Regions from separate parts of the Mus musculus genome. Here all the other regions are linked to region 4. A link is a contact called in public Hi-C and promoter capture Hi-C data. All regions are on one chromosome and are shown on one strand. The core of a region is the stretch at or near the end of the contact, and the rest is flanking DNA. Distances in the headings are between cores, read along the strand shown. Region 1 holds the start of Terf1 (telomeric repeat binding factor 1). Region 2 holds the start of Ptp4a1 (protein tyrosine phosphatase 4a1). Region 3 holds the start of D030040B21Rik (RIKEN cDNA D030040B21 gene). Region 4 holds the start of Smap1 (small ArfGAP 1).

Region 1 (2,767 bases), core at 33-2,532, 8.1 Mb after region 4:
ATTTTAGGAAGTAGTATACATATGTAAAGGTTTCCATTGAACTTGTTCAATTCATAATCAACTTTATAACATTTATTTCTTTTTTGTTTGGTTGGTTGGCTTTTCGGGACAGGGTTTCTCTGTATAGACCTGGCTGTCCTGGAACTCACTTTGTAGACCAGGCTGGCCTGGAACTCAGAAATCCGCCTGCCTCTGCCTCCCAAGTGCTGGGATTAAAGGCGTGTTTGAACAAACACAAAGATACACTTGGCAGTGAATATGTACACTGGTAAGCCAACCATATTCCTGGATGTCTCTCACCAACACACAGGCCAGAAGACAAACTTGGGTCTGAGTTTTCAGGCACTGTCAAACTTTTTAAACATTTAAACAAAAGATTCATTTATTTTTATTTTATGAATATGGGTATTTTACCTGCACGTCTGTCTGTGTAACATGTGTATACAGTGCCCGTTGAGGCCAAAAGACGGAAATTTGATCCCCTGGAGTTTAAAAATCCTTCCTCCCCAGGCCTTTGTTTTTGGCCTTCCACTGGCCTAAAGCTTGCCAAATTGGGTTGGGCCAGGGGTCAGTGAGCCCTAGTCACCGGTCTTCCCAGCGCTGTAAGTATATGTGTATGGCATAGGCTCTGGGGATCAAACGCAGGTTCCCTGGCTTGCAAGATAAGCATTGACAAGCTGTACTACCTCCCTTGGCAGCCGCATCCCGGCCCTTCTTAAATGTTTCTATATTCATCTGTTAGAGTTTGGCTCCAGAAGCAGCGGTAGCAACTGGGCTGGCTCCCTTTAAAACAAACAAACAAACATTCTGTCCAGGGGACGCGGAAGGCGTGGGGGCGGGAGCCAGGACTTCCAGCAAACAGGAAGCGGCCGGTTTCGCGCCGTCTCCCGCCTGGGATCCCGCCCCGGTGTGTGCGGGGCAAGCAGGTCTCGGCCGCGACGCAGCCTCCGGCCCGGGAGCCCGCACTCACCCTCGGCGCTGTCACGAGTACGACGAAAGTCCTCGGAGCGGCCGTCACGGAAGGCTCGGCACAGAGACAGGCAGAGGAAGTCGAGCATCCAGCCCGCAGCCACGGCCTCCACCTCAGCCACAAGCTCCGCGTTCTCCATCTCTCTCGGGGTCCCCAGCTGAAGCTGGCACTGGAGCAGCTCCGCGTCGTCTCCCACCTCCTCCTGCTCTGGAGAATCCGAATCTGTCCAGCCCTCACGGCTCGGCGCGTCCCGGGCCGCTGAGGAGACCGTCTCCGCCATGTTAAACCGAAAGCGCTCGCCGTGCCTCAGCTGGCGCCGTGCGCTGATTTGCTCGCGGTGGGCGTGGAAGTCAGCCAATCGCATCGCTAGGGTGGGCTAGTGGCTGGAGCTTGGCTTCCGATTGGCTGAGAACTGCTAAATTCCTTGTCGATCCGAGCCCAGGCGTTTTGGATAGTGTAGCTTCTGGATGATAGGCTAAGATACATTTTAAAAAATGCAATCTGCGCTGGAAACAGGGTAGTTAAAACCGAGAGGTTTTTGACTGCAGATTTTGACTGCATGGCACTGCGCGTCTATAATCCCAGCAGCACTCAGGAGGTGGAGACAGGAAGATTAGGAATTAGGGCCATCTTCAACTACAAAGTCTAGGCCAGCCTGGAGCACTTGAGCGTTATGGCAGCAGCAGCACCAGAAATTTTAACTTGTCGCCATAAACATGAGCATTTAACCCTGTTACACTGTAATCACACTGTCTTTCTACCCTATGTGTTCATTTTATTGAAATCCGGGGTTATTAAAGCTGAAATTGCTGGGCTCTGATTTTTCACTAAAGTTCTGCCTGGGGTGAGCGGGTAGGATGGTGCTGACCCTGGAATTCGCAAGTCTAGTCAGTTCCCCATGAATGCTGAGACTGTTAGTCCCAGGACCACATTTTGATCACTATTACTGTACAATGTTTGCATTGAATGAAAGTATAACAACGTAAAAACAGAATTCTAGGCCTTTAGGCCCAGGCTTGGGAATGTGGCCTTTGTAAAGGTATGCTAATCATAAAAGAGATAGCGACATTCCTCTACCCACCCGCTTCCTGGGTTCAAAGAGTGCTCATTCAAAGAAAGTCACCCTGGCCATTACCAGAACCTGCAATGCAAATGTGCTATTGTTAGGGGCTCTTAGAAGCTGTCTTGAGAGTTAACAATTACCAGGTATTCCTTGTGACTCTATTAACTTTACACTTCCTTGTGACTCTTAACTGGTATCTTTGGTATCTTCCAACAACGCCCTCCCCACTTCCTTGAGTTTCGGTTTCTTCCTTTAAATACCCCCTTACCCAGCTACTGGGGCGCCACGGTCCTCTACCCCTGCGTGGTGTATGACCATGGGCCCGAGAGCGCTCTTGAATAAAAAATCCTCTTGCAATTTGCAGCAAGACCCGTTTCTTGTGGGTGATTTTGGGGTGTCGCCTCTCCTGAGTCAGAACGTGGGGGAGCCCTCACATTGTGGGTCTTTCATGACCATGAGGGCATATTACCCCCAGGCTCTAGAGATGGTGTTGCAGTAAATATTATTTGGGGGTTCTACCCTGTGGGGAATTGCAGGTTGGTCTCCAGTTGAGCTGAGGTCTTAACCCCGATGGTCATAATGCACCTTCATGACACAGTAGGCGTTCCCTCATGCTCCTGGAACTCTGGCTCCTGCCTAAGTTACCGCCCCCCCCCCCACACACACACACACAGCCCCCACAAGAGAAGCATGTTCAGTAGTCACGTAGGCAATGGCCCTAGCTTTTGACCTTC
Region 2 (2,834 bases), core at 46-2,545, 7.0 Mb before region 4:
TTACCTCACTTTACCTCTATTTGTGAAGGGATCTATGCTTCAAGTTCTTGACTTTAAATGGATCCCTGGCCAAGCAATTTTTAATGACGATGAGTTGCTTTTTGTTGTTGTTGTTGCTGTTATTAAAGGTCTGCCCCCCCCTTTTTTTAATGTACTTACGTTGCTTACAGATTGCATGTTTATAAGACATTTAAGTAACTATGCAAGGAAGTCTCTAAATAGAAGTGCTAATAAATCACAAAATTCGGTACACAATAAGAGAGAGCACAACTTATGATTTCTCCGGCCTAATGTGCAGAAAAACAGGGAACAAAAGGCCTCAGTGTTATTGGAAAGCTGAGTTCTCCAAAGCAGGTAAAGGTCCTGTTTACCTGTCCTAGACAAGCGAGCAGAAAGGGTTTTCAGATAAAAGCTGCCCTTGTATGATCAGAAACAGCTGCACTCAGGCTTCACTTAGAAGCCTAGATTAAAAGGACACTGGAACAGGACTGAAGATCAACAAAAGGGGAAAGCTTAGCTTTTGACGCAAAAACTTACATCAGCCCTTGATAAAGCCGAAGATTCTTAATTTAAAAAGAAAAAGAAAAAAAAAAAGCTTCCCCTTAGCAAAAGCTAACCTTTCATTATCTGAGAATGAGCAGCAGTACAAAGGATGCATGTGATTTCGAAATGCCACAAACGAGCCAACTGCAGTTGCCAGAATCAGCAGTTTAGGGGTGTAACCTAAAAAGAAAGGGGGTGGGGGGAGAAGAAGAAAGGCTAGGAAGCAACTAGGCTTCACGTGCCTCGAAAGAAAAAAAAAAAAAAAAATAGGGACATTTCCTGGGTTCCACCGGCTAATCTCTGCGGAGAGCCTTCCCACACGTGGAAGTGCCCGTGGTGACGAGAATCCCTAGTCCCAGACTAGGGCCGGGCTCTGGAGCGGTGAGTCAGCCGCCCAGCGGTCATGCGACATCAATATGGAGTGATGACGGAGATCCCCGGGCGCAAGGGCCAAGGTAAACCGTTGGCCAGCGCGACAGAGCTATGGCCTCGGGCTACAGGGTTCCGCCCGCCGGAGAGGCGTTCCAAGTTGAGGCGAACTCGCGGCTCTAGCGACCGGAGCGTTTGGTGGCGAGGACCAGCCAGCACACCGCGCCATTCATCAACCGGTTCGCACCGGTGGCGGCTGCCCCGAGTGACGTCTGCGTCCCGGGCCCCGCCTCGAGCCGCAGGCGTCCCGCGCCGTGATTGGCTGCCGCCTGTGCGCACGTCGCGCCGGCTATAAAGGGGCGGACTTGTGACGCAGGGGCGCCTGGGCGCGCGCATTGGCTCTGGGCTGCGGCCGGCTCGGCGACGCTCCTCGGGCAGCTCACTGCATGGTCGTCTGGTGCCCCCGCCGCCTGCATCCCCGCCGCCGCCCCGCGACGCCCACCGCCGCCTGCCCTGCCGCCGCCGCCTGCGCCGCCTCGGGACCGGCTGTATGATTAGGCCACAATCTTCAATGAGTAGACATATTCCTGTGAGTACCGCGGGCCCGGCCTTTGTTAGAGCGAGCGACCGAGGAGGGAAAGGAGGGTGGCCGGGCGACCGAAACGCCGGCGGCGGGGCCCGGACCCGGAGCGACCGGCAGGGCAGCCCAGCGGCTTTGTGCGCGTGCCACCCTGCGGCCTTTGTTCCGAGAAGCCGCGCGGGCGTCGTGGACGTGGCCGGGGCGGGGCGGGGCTGCGGGGGGACCGGGACCGGGCGCCCGGGGCCTCCCAAGATGGCCTCGGTGGCCGCCCGCGCTCGCCACCGTGAACCCGTGATTGCGGACCTCGCGACTGTGCGCGCCGCTCAAGCCCGGGCTTGCCGATCGCCGCCGGGCTTCGGTAGTGGCGACCCGGTCGGCGGAGGGGGACTCTGACTCGGCCCCGAGGCGGGCTGCGCGTGGGGCGGTCCGCTCTTGGGCTGGAGCAACAGGAGCTGCTGGGCAGAACTGCGCGGCTCCTGTTGAGCGAGCAGCCCTGCACCATTCCACCGCTGGCGAGCTGAAATTTCCACGGTGTCGGAACGGTCTGTGCGGTGACCAGAGGTCTGGATTCCGGAGCTTAGGGGTCATGAATCCTATCCTGGCTTGCTTTTTTTAATTATTATTATTATTTTGCTGTTTGCTTCGTGCCGGCTAAAACGGTTGGAAAACCAGAAAATCGCGATCTGTTCCCGGAAGGAAACAGCGCTTGCACACGCGCTAGATTGGGCGCGTTACCTGAAACCTGAGTGTATTTGGAACAGAATTGGATAAAGCAGATGATCCCACAGACTGGTTTGATTCTAGAGTCTGACAGACTGAAGCTAATGCTACACACATACACACACACAAATGATCCTTTTTTTTTTTTTTTTTTTTTTTTGCTTATGGTGCATGCAATTAAAATGGGACGATCTCGTCGTGTATCTTGGCTGCCTATCATGTTGAGGTTTTGCCTGTGAGGGAGTGGGAGGATATTATTAAGAAGGATTTCGGTGGTCTCCACTGTTTTAACAGAAGTGTCCTCCAGCCACTGGGTGGCTCCACTCATTTCAAAGCAGTTCAGGAAAATTTTTTTCTTGCTGCCCTCCAGCTTCCTAATGGAACTCTTTAAAAGCTATATCGGACCTGTGTATGAATGTTCAATAAAGTGCCAAATTAACAAAAACAAGGAAGAAAAAAATTTAGGACCATTTTATATACACGGGCAAAAGATTTTTATATATGCAATATATATACATATGTATGTATTTATATATATATGTATATATATAAATAAATAATATTTTTGAGATTATTGGAGGGAGTCTGCTCTCTGAAGTATTAATCTTTACTGGTAATTTAC
Region 3 (2,700 bases), core at 149-2,648, 7.3 Mb after region 4:
CTTCCTCTCTGGCTTCTGTCCTTGGGGCCAGAGAGCAACTTCCAATAATCCTGCACTTAATATCATCTCACTCTGGCTTGAATTGATTCATTTCACCAGTAGCAGAGAAACAAACAAACAAAAAAGACCCAACCAAAAACCTATCGCAGTTGTCTGACCTAGTTCCCTTTTCTGTGTCCTTTTAGAAGGAATCCATGGGACTGGGGAGATGTCTCGGCAGTTAAATGCTCACTGGCTTTTCTTCCATAGGTACTGAGTTCAACTCCTAGCAACCACATGGTGGCTCACAACCATCTATAATGGGATCTGGTGCTCTCTTCTGGCATGCAGATAGAGCACTCATACATAAAAACACAAATAATAAATAAATACATAAATCTTAAAAACAAATAAAATTATGCCGGGCGTGGTGGCGCACGCCTTTAATCCCAGCACTTGGGAGGCAGAGGCAGAAGGATTTCTGAGTTCAAGGCCAGCCTGGTCTACAGAGTGAGTTCCAGGATAGCCAGGGCTATACAGAGAAACCCTGCCTCAAAAAAACAAAAACAAAAACAAAACAAAACAAAAAACAGAAACAAAAAAAAAAGAAAAGAAAAAGAAAAAAAAACAAATAAAATTTAAAAAGCAAACAAATAAATCTTAAAACAAACCAACGGAATCCTGAGCCAGCCGCATGAACCTATCCTTGGTTCTTTAGTCAAGATATACGATGGAAGTCGGGCCCACCCTTACTGCCTAAAGGGAGACTCAGGTCTCACTTAGTTTTTTCATATTTTTTTCTTTAGTTTTATCTTCTGCTACCAAATGCCTCTTTTACTATGAAACTACTTTGAATTATGGATACAACCAAAACACTTTCATTATTTCTCCAAAGCCTTTGAAAATTAATTCAAGGCCGCAGCTATATTTTTGCTTTCAATTCCATAAAAGCATACATAGCTGCCAAATCAAATAAAGCAAAAACACAAACACAAACAAACAGACAAACACTTTCAGAGCAACCCATGGTAGGCAACACCTGTCGTTTCAACACTTTGAGGCTGAAACAGAATTATAAATTGGAGTTGGAGGGCAGCCAAGGATTACATAGGGAAATTACTGTGCCTGATGGCTAAGGAAGGAGATAGAATTGTCCCCAAATACATAGCTAGTCTGGGACTCGTAGTTCCAGGGTAACACTGAAATACCCTGTCTCAAAAATTCAAAAACAAAACCCTTTGAGAAGTTTCAGAAATTCCAAATAGCACATACATACTATACTTCCTTTTGTGGGATACTATTACACAGCTGCGACTGATTAACTGAGTATCTTGAATCTAGGTTTTCAAGCCCACTCCATGAAAACAGCAGAGAGGAAACTTAACTGAGCTGCTTTTCAGCTTTCTAGGAAAGGTGCCTAGGTAACCACGGAAAAGCCAATGAAAAGGTTTGGTTGAGGGGGGCGTGGAACTGGGGAGGTGAGGAGCAGAAATAATGGGCCCTGATTTAAGTAATGGTGATAGGCAGCGAGAACTGGACGGGTGGGCGTGGCATATTTCAGTAAACACTGACCTATATCGGGAAGAGAGGAAATGAGGCAAACACATTGGGAGCTTGTTAAGATGCCCGTTGATGTGTATTACTTTAAACAAAGAGGTTGAGACAAGCTTTAAAGACATCAAAAATTTCAGCGCTACACAGAAAACCACAAGTCCCAAGATGCAGTGTCACTTCGGACCAAACACTAGCCGAAACCTTGTAAGAAACTACATATCCCAGAATGCACTGCTGCCTCGCCGGCTCAGCTTTTCTCGGCAGAAATTGGATCCGGATGGCGCTGCATTCTGGGAACCAAGAAGTCCTAGCATCTCATTGGTTGGGATTTGGTAGCGATGTCTCTTAAATGGGCCTGTTTTACTGCCCACAACGCACTTCCTCCAGACGCAAGTTACCGGCAGATCGCGTCTCGGCCTTGCCAGGTACCAGTCTCCCGCGCGTTACAGAAAGCGGCTGTGACGCGACGGAAGTAATTCCTTTCTGTGCCCCGGAACCCACAGGGGTAGGCCGCTGGGGGTGGGAGGGGGGCGGCCCTGAATAGGGGCTGTGGCGGTACGTGGGGTTACGGCTGCGGTAGCTGCGGGACTGGCTAGTGAGTGTCGGGCTATGGTGGGAATCGGGATCTGATTTCGCTAGGAGAGTTAGTGCGGCTGGGACTGGATGCTTTAGTTATCCCTCTGCTCACCCCTTCCCGTCTGGGCGGGGAAGGAACGGAAGCTCTGAGTCTCTCCGGCCTCCCCAGCTCCTGGCTTGGGGGAGGGGAGAGGAGTTTGGCGGGACCTTAACTAGCTCAGCTCGGTGGGTCTGGAAAGGGGAGAGGACAGGAGGTGCGGGCTGGCTGGGCCTCCTCCAGGCTGAGCGCGGGGAGGGTGGAGTTAAGAGCATGGCAGCCGGATCGCTTTTCCGTTTTGCCTACCTCATGTGCGCTTGTATTTGTTTTACTGTTAAAATCAGTCGCTAGACCCAGGAGAGAGCCCTCGCCGCTTTAAGCTATAGGACCCTGAAAGAAAGTTTACCTTCTGGACAACTTGGGTAATTTCTGCCTGGCTGGGTACATTGGCTCATTTGTGCATCTATCTACCTCTCATTTTTGCCTGAAAGGAGTTATCTAGTGCCAGGTACAGTGCCCATTTATTTAGTTTCCCTTAAGGAACTCTTCAGTTT
Region 4 (2,700 bases), core at 182-2,681:
GCCAATGCTTCCCTGCCATGATCCGCTTTTATGTCTTTGGAATCTTAAGCCCAAGAGGGATAGGTAGAGCGTATCACAGAGAATCCTGCTTCCTGCCATTCTTAGCATCTCTCCTACCTCAGGCCAGGGCTATGTTTATTCTACTTACATAAGGCCCACACATAGTATTGCTCATACTTACTACACAGCAAGCCGAATCACTCCAACTGTTTCACTGAGTTCAACCTTAGTAAACCTGATGGGCTATCATCGAGAATGTCTTCCTTTTTAAAACTGTCTTTCCTTGCAGGGAAGAATGTCGTTTACATTGTGTTATGTAGGAACATCTTCTGAAACACACTGTCAGTTTCAGAAGCCTTGTGCTTGGCCTTCTTGCAAAGGACCATCACAGCTGGGCCTGTTGACTATTTATGTTCCACCATAGGGAGGGTATATGGAGACTTATGGAAGGGAACCCCTACCACACTATTCAGTCACTGTTGTATGTGGTTCTGCCCTGCTTGTATCTGGTCTCAGGGAGGGGCTAGAGGATATACCTGGGGGAAGATGGAGGGAGGGAATTCCATGTCAGGTTCCTAAGGACCATCATCCTTGCTATGTGCAGACCTTCCAGTGTGGCTATTCTAAGGTCATCTATGCTCCTATCCATACCCCTTACCAGTTGCTCTTTAAGCCTAATAAGCTCATTGGTTCTCCTGGGTGAACTTTGTTGGAATTATACCTAAGTTTGTCTTTAGGATCTTACGAGAAGGAACAGGCTTAAGTTTCTCCCAGGGAAGGGATCCTAGCAGCACACAATTTCTTAAAGTGACATCCCTTTAATAATTCACTTTTTGATCACTTTCCCTCTTCCTAGGCGGGGTATATTGCCTGGTTTTAACTCTTCCACTTGTAGCATGGCCAAGTGACTTGACTGTTTTGCCTCATTTTCCTGTATATGAGATTATCAATATTGTTGAGGGAGGTAGGGTTTATTACGTTACCTCTCCCCCCCAAACATGTCTATTTTCCTCTAAAACGTAAGACACTTTTAGCCCCATTTCATTCCATCCGCTTCTAGTATACCGTTTCCAAACTCCCGATGCACACACATGGGATGCATCTACCCATTATAACTATATATATATAACTATAATTTGGACATTTCCAGTGCTGTGTACACAAATGCAAAGACTGTGAAAAATGCAAAGACTGTGAAAGTCGCTTCCCGGTAAAAAAAAAAAATTCTTCCACTTTCAGGTCTCTAGAGGCTTCAAGCGACGATCAGGTGTCAAGAGTGGGGAATCTCGCCCCGGGGAGCGTCAGACGCTTCTCTGGAATCACCTTGGGAGTCTCCCGGCACGCGGGCAGCTGGGCGCATGCGCAGCGCCCAGCGCTGCGTCCTCCCGGAAGCGGCGGCTCTTCCCGCCCCGCCCCTCGCCGGCTCGGGCGGAGCGTGCGGCGGGCCCGGCGAGGAGGCGGGACACGTCGGCGCTGGCTCGGCCGCCGCCGCCCCTCCTCCGGTTCCAGCCGCCGCCGCCACCGCCGCTGCCGCCGCTTCCTGGGCCGAGTCCGTCCGCGGCCCCAGCGGCGTCAGGTGCCCTCGCCCGCCCGGCCTCGCCAGCGCCGTCCGCCCGTCCGCTCGCCCGCGTCCGGGCCCGCCGCCCCGCCGCCGACATGGCGACACGCTCCTGTCGGGAGAAGGCTCAGAAGCTGAACGAGCAGCACCAGCTCATCCTGTCCAAACTGCTGAGGGAGGAGGACAACAAGTACTGCGCCGACTGCGAGGCCAAAGGTAGCGCGCGGGCTTGGTGGCCGCTCGGCCGGGGCCTCCTGCGGCTGTGACCTTCCCACCCTCCGCGGCGTCTCGTCCGCGCCGGCTCTCCCGGGAGGGCGGGCGGCCTCTGGCTCTCGGCTAGCACGGAGGTCGCGGCCTCAGCCTCCGGCTCGGAGCCGGCGTCGCGCCGCTGCCACCGCCTTGGGCCGCCGGCTGGGCGGTGCTGATAGGGCTGTGGGAGCCCTCCTGCCTCAGCCTCAGCGACTCCGTGGGTGGAGTCGCCCTTAGGTCCCTGTCCTCTTGGCGACCCTCCCTTCCTCCCACGAGATCGCGTCGTCCTCCCTTTCCCCAGTGGTGCGGTGTCCCAGATGGAGCCCTACCTGCCTGCCCACCTGACAGCTCTTGCACAGGGCGTTTACTTCTGTTTCTGAAAAAGAACAGTGTTTTGGGGTGGTTTGAGATGTCACTGCATAACATAATCGAGATAGGGTTTTCATTATTTGTGTATACTATGTATAACACACACACACACACACACACACACACACACTCACACTCTCTTATTCTGGATGTTATAGTGTCCTAAGGAAAGTGTGTTATGTTCATAAAGAGTTCAGTCGTTAGATTCCCCCAGACGACCCATTGGCGAATTTGTGGACACTGGTCTGTCCACTTCATAAATGTGGAAGGTGCATTTTAAGATACTGAGAAGAAGAAGAAGAAAAAAAAACCCCACTATTTTTAGTTCAGGTGGAGGTTTCTGCTTGAGCCTTTGAAATAGATAAATTATTTTTAGCTGATAGTTTTTGTTTGGAGATGTGGTTTATTTCTAATGTAAGTAATATCATGGAGAGTAATGGAGATTTAAAAATCCTACTTCTATGTAGTTAGGAAAATGTACATTTGATTTTTCTCTGGGAAATAGGTAGTTGCTGGGAGCAGAG

Evidence for each region. Promoter capture Hi-C pulls out the DNA fragments that hold promoters and counts their contacts. Hi-C and Micro-C count contacts between places; a contact is called where the count stands out from the background.
Region 1: a Hi-C map of CD8 T cells shows a contact between it and region 4, with 10 times the contacts expected there. The contact joins the promoter of Terf1 here to the promoter of Smap1 in region 4. A contact is called at or near these places in 2 of 484 Hi-C or Micro-C datasets (CD4 T cells and CD8 T cells).
Region 2: a contact with region 4 is called in a Hi-C map of CD4 T cells, with 5 times the contacts expected there. The contact joins the promoter of Ptp4a1 here to the promoter of Smap1 in region 4. A contact is called at or near these places in 1 of 39 promoter capture datasets (pre-B cells) and 1 of 484 Hi-C or Micro-C datasets (CD4 T cells).
Region 3: a promoter capture Hi-C map of the HPC-7 cell line shows a contact between it and region 4. The contact joins the promoter of D030040B21Rik here to the promoter of Smap1 in region 4.

Annotation. Positions count from the first base shown.
Region 1 is chr1:15,804,161-15,806,927 of GRCm38.p6, reverse strand. Terf1 (telomeric repeat binding factor 1) reads right to left here and starts at 1,282. Exons shown (of 10, transcript NM_009352.3): 1 at 971-1,282. The coding sequence starts at 1,250.
Region 2 is chr1:30,948,216-30,951,049 of GRCm38.p6, reverse strand. Ptp4a1 (protein tyrosine phosphatase 4a1) reads left to right here and starts at 1,295. Exons shown (of 6, transcript NM_011200.2): 1 at 1,295-1,501. LOC115487084 (a long non-coding RNA gene) reads right to left here and starts at 1,179. Exons shown (of 1, transcript NR_164183.1): 1 at 1-1,179.
Region 3 is chr1:16,656,250-16,658,949 of GRCm38.p6, reverse strand. It overlaps D030040B21Rik (RIKEN cDNA D030040B21 gene), which reads right to left and starts at 1,398. Exons shown (of 4, transcript NR_037998.1): 1 at 1-1,398. Eloc (elongin C) reads left to right here and starts at 2,085. Exons shown (of 4, transcript NM_026456.4): 1 at 2,085-2,128.
Region 4 is chr1:23,921,112-23,923,811 of GRCm38.p6, reverse strand. Smap1 (small ArfGAP 1) reads left to right here and starts at 1,431. Exons shown (of 10, transcript NM_028534.3): 1 at 1,431-1,774. The coding sequence starts at 1,657.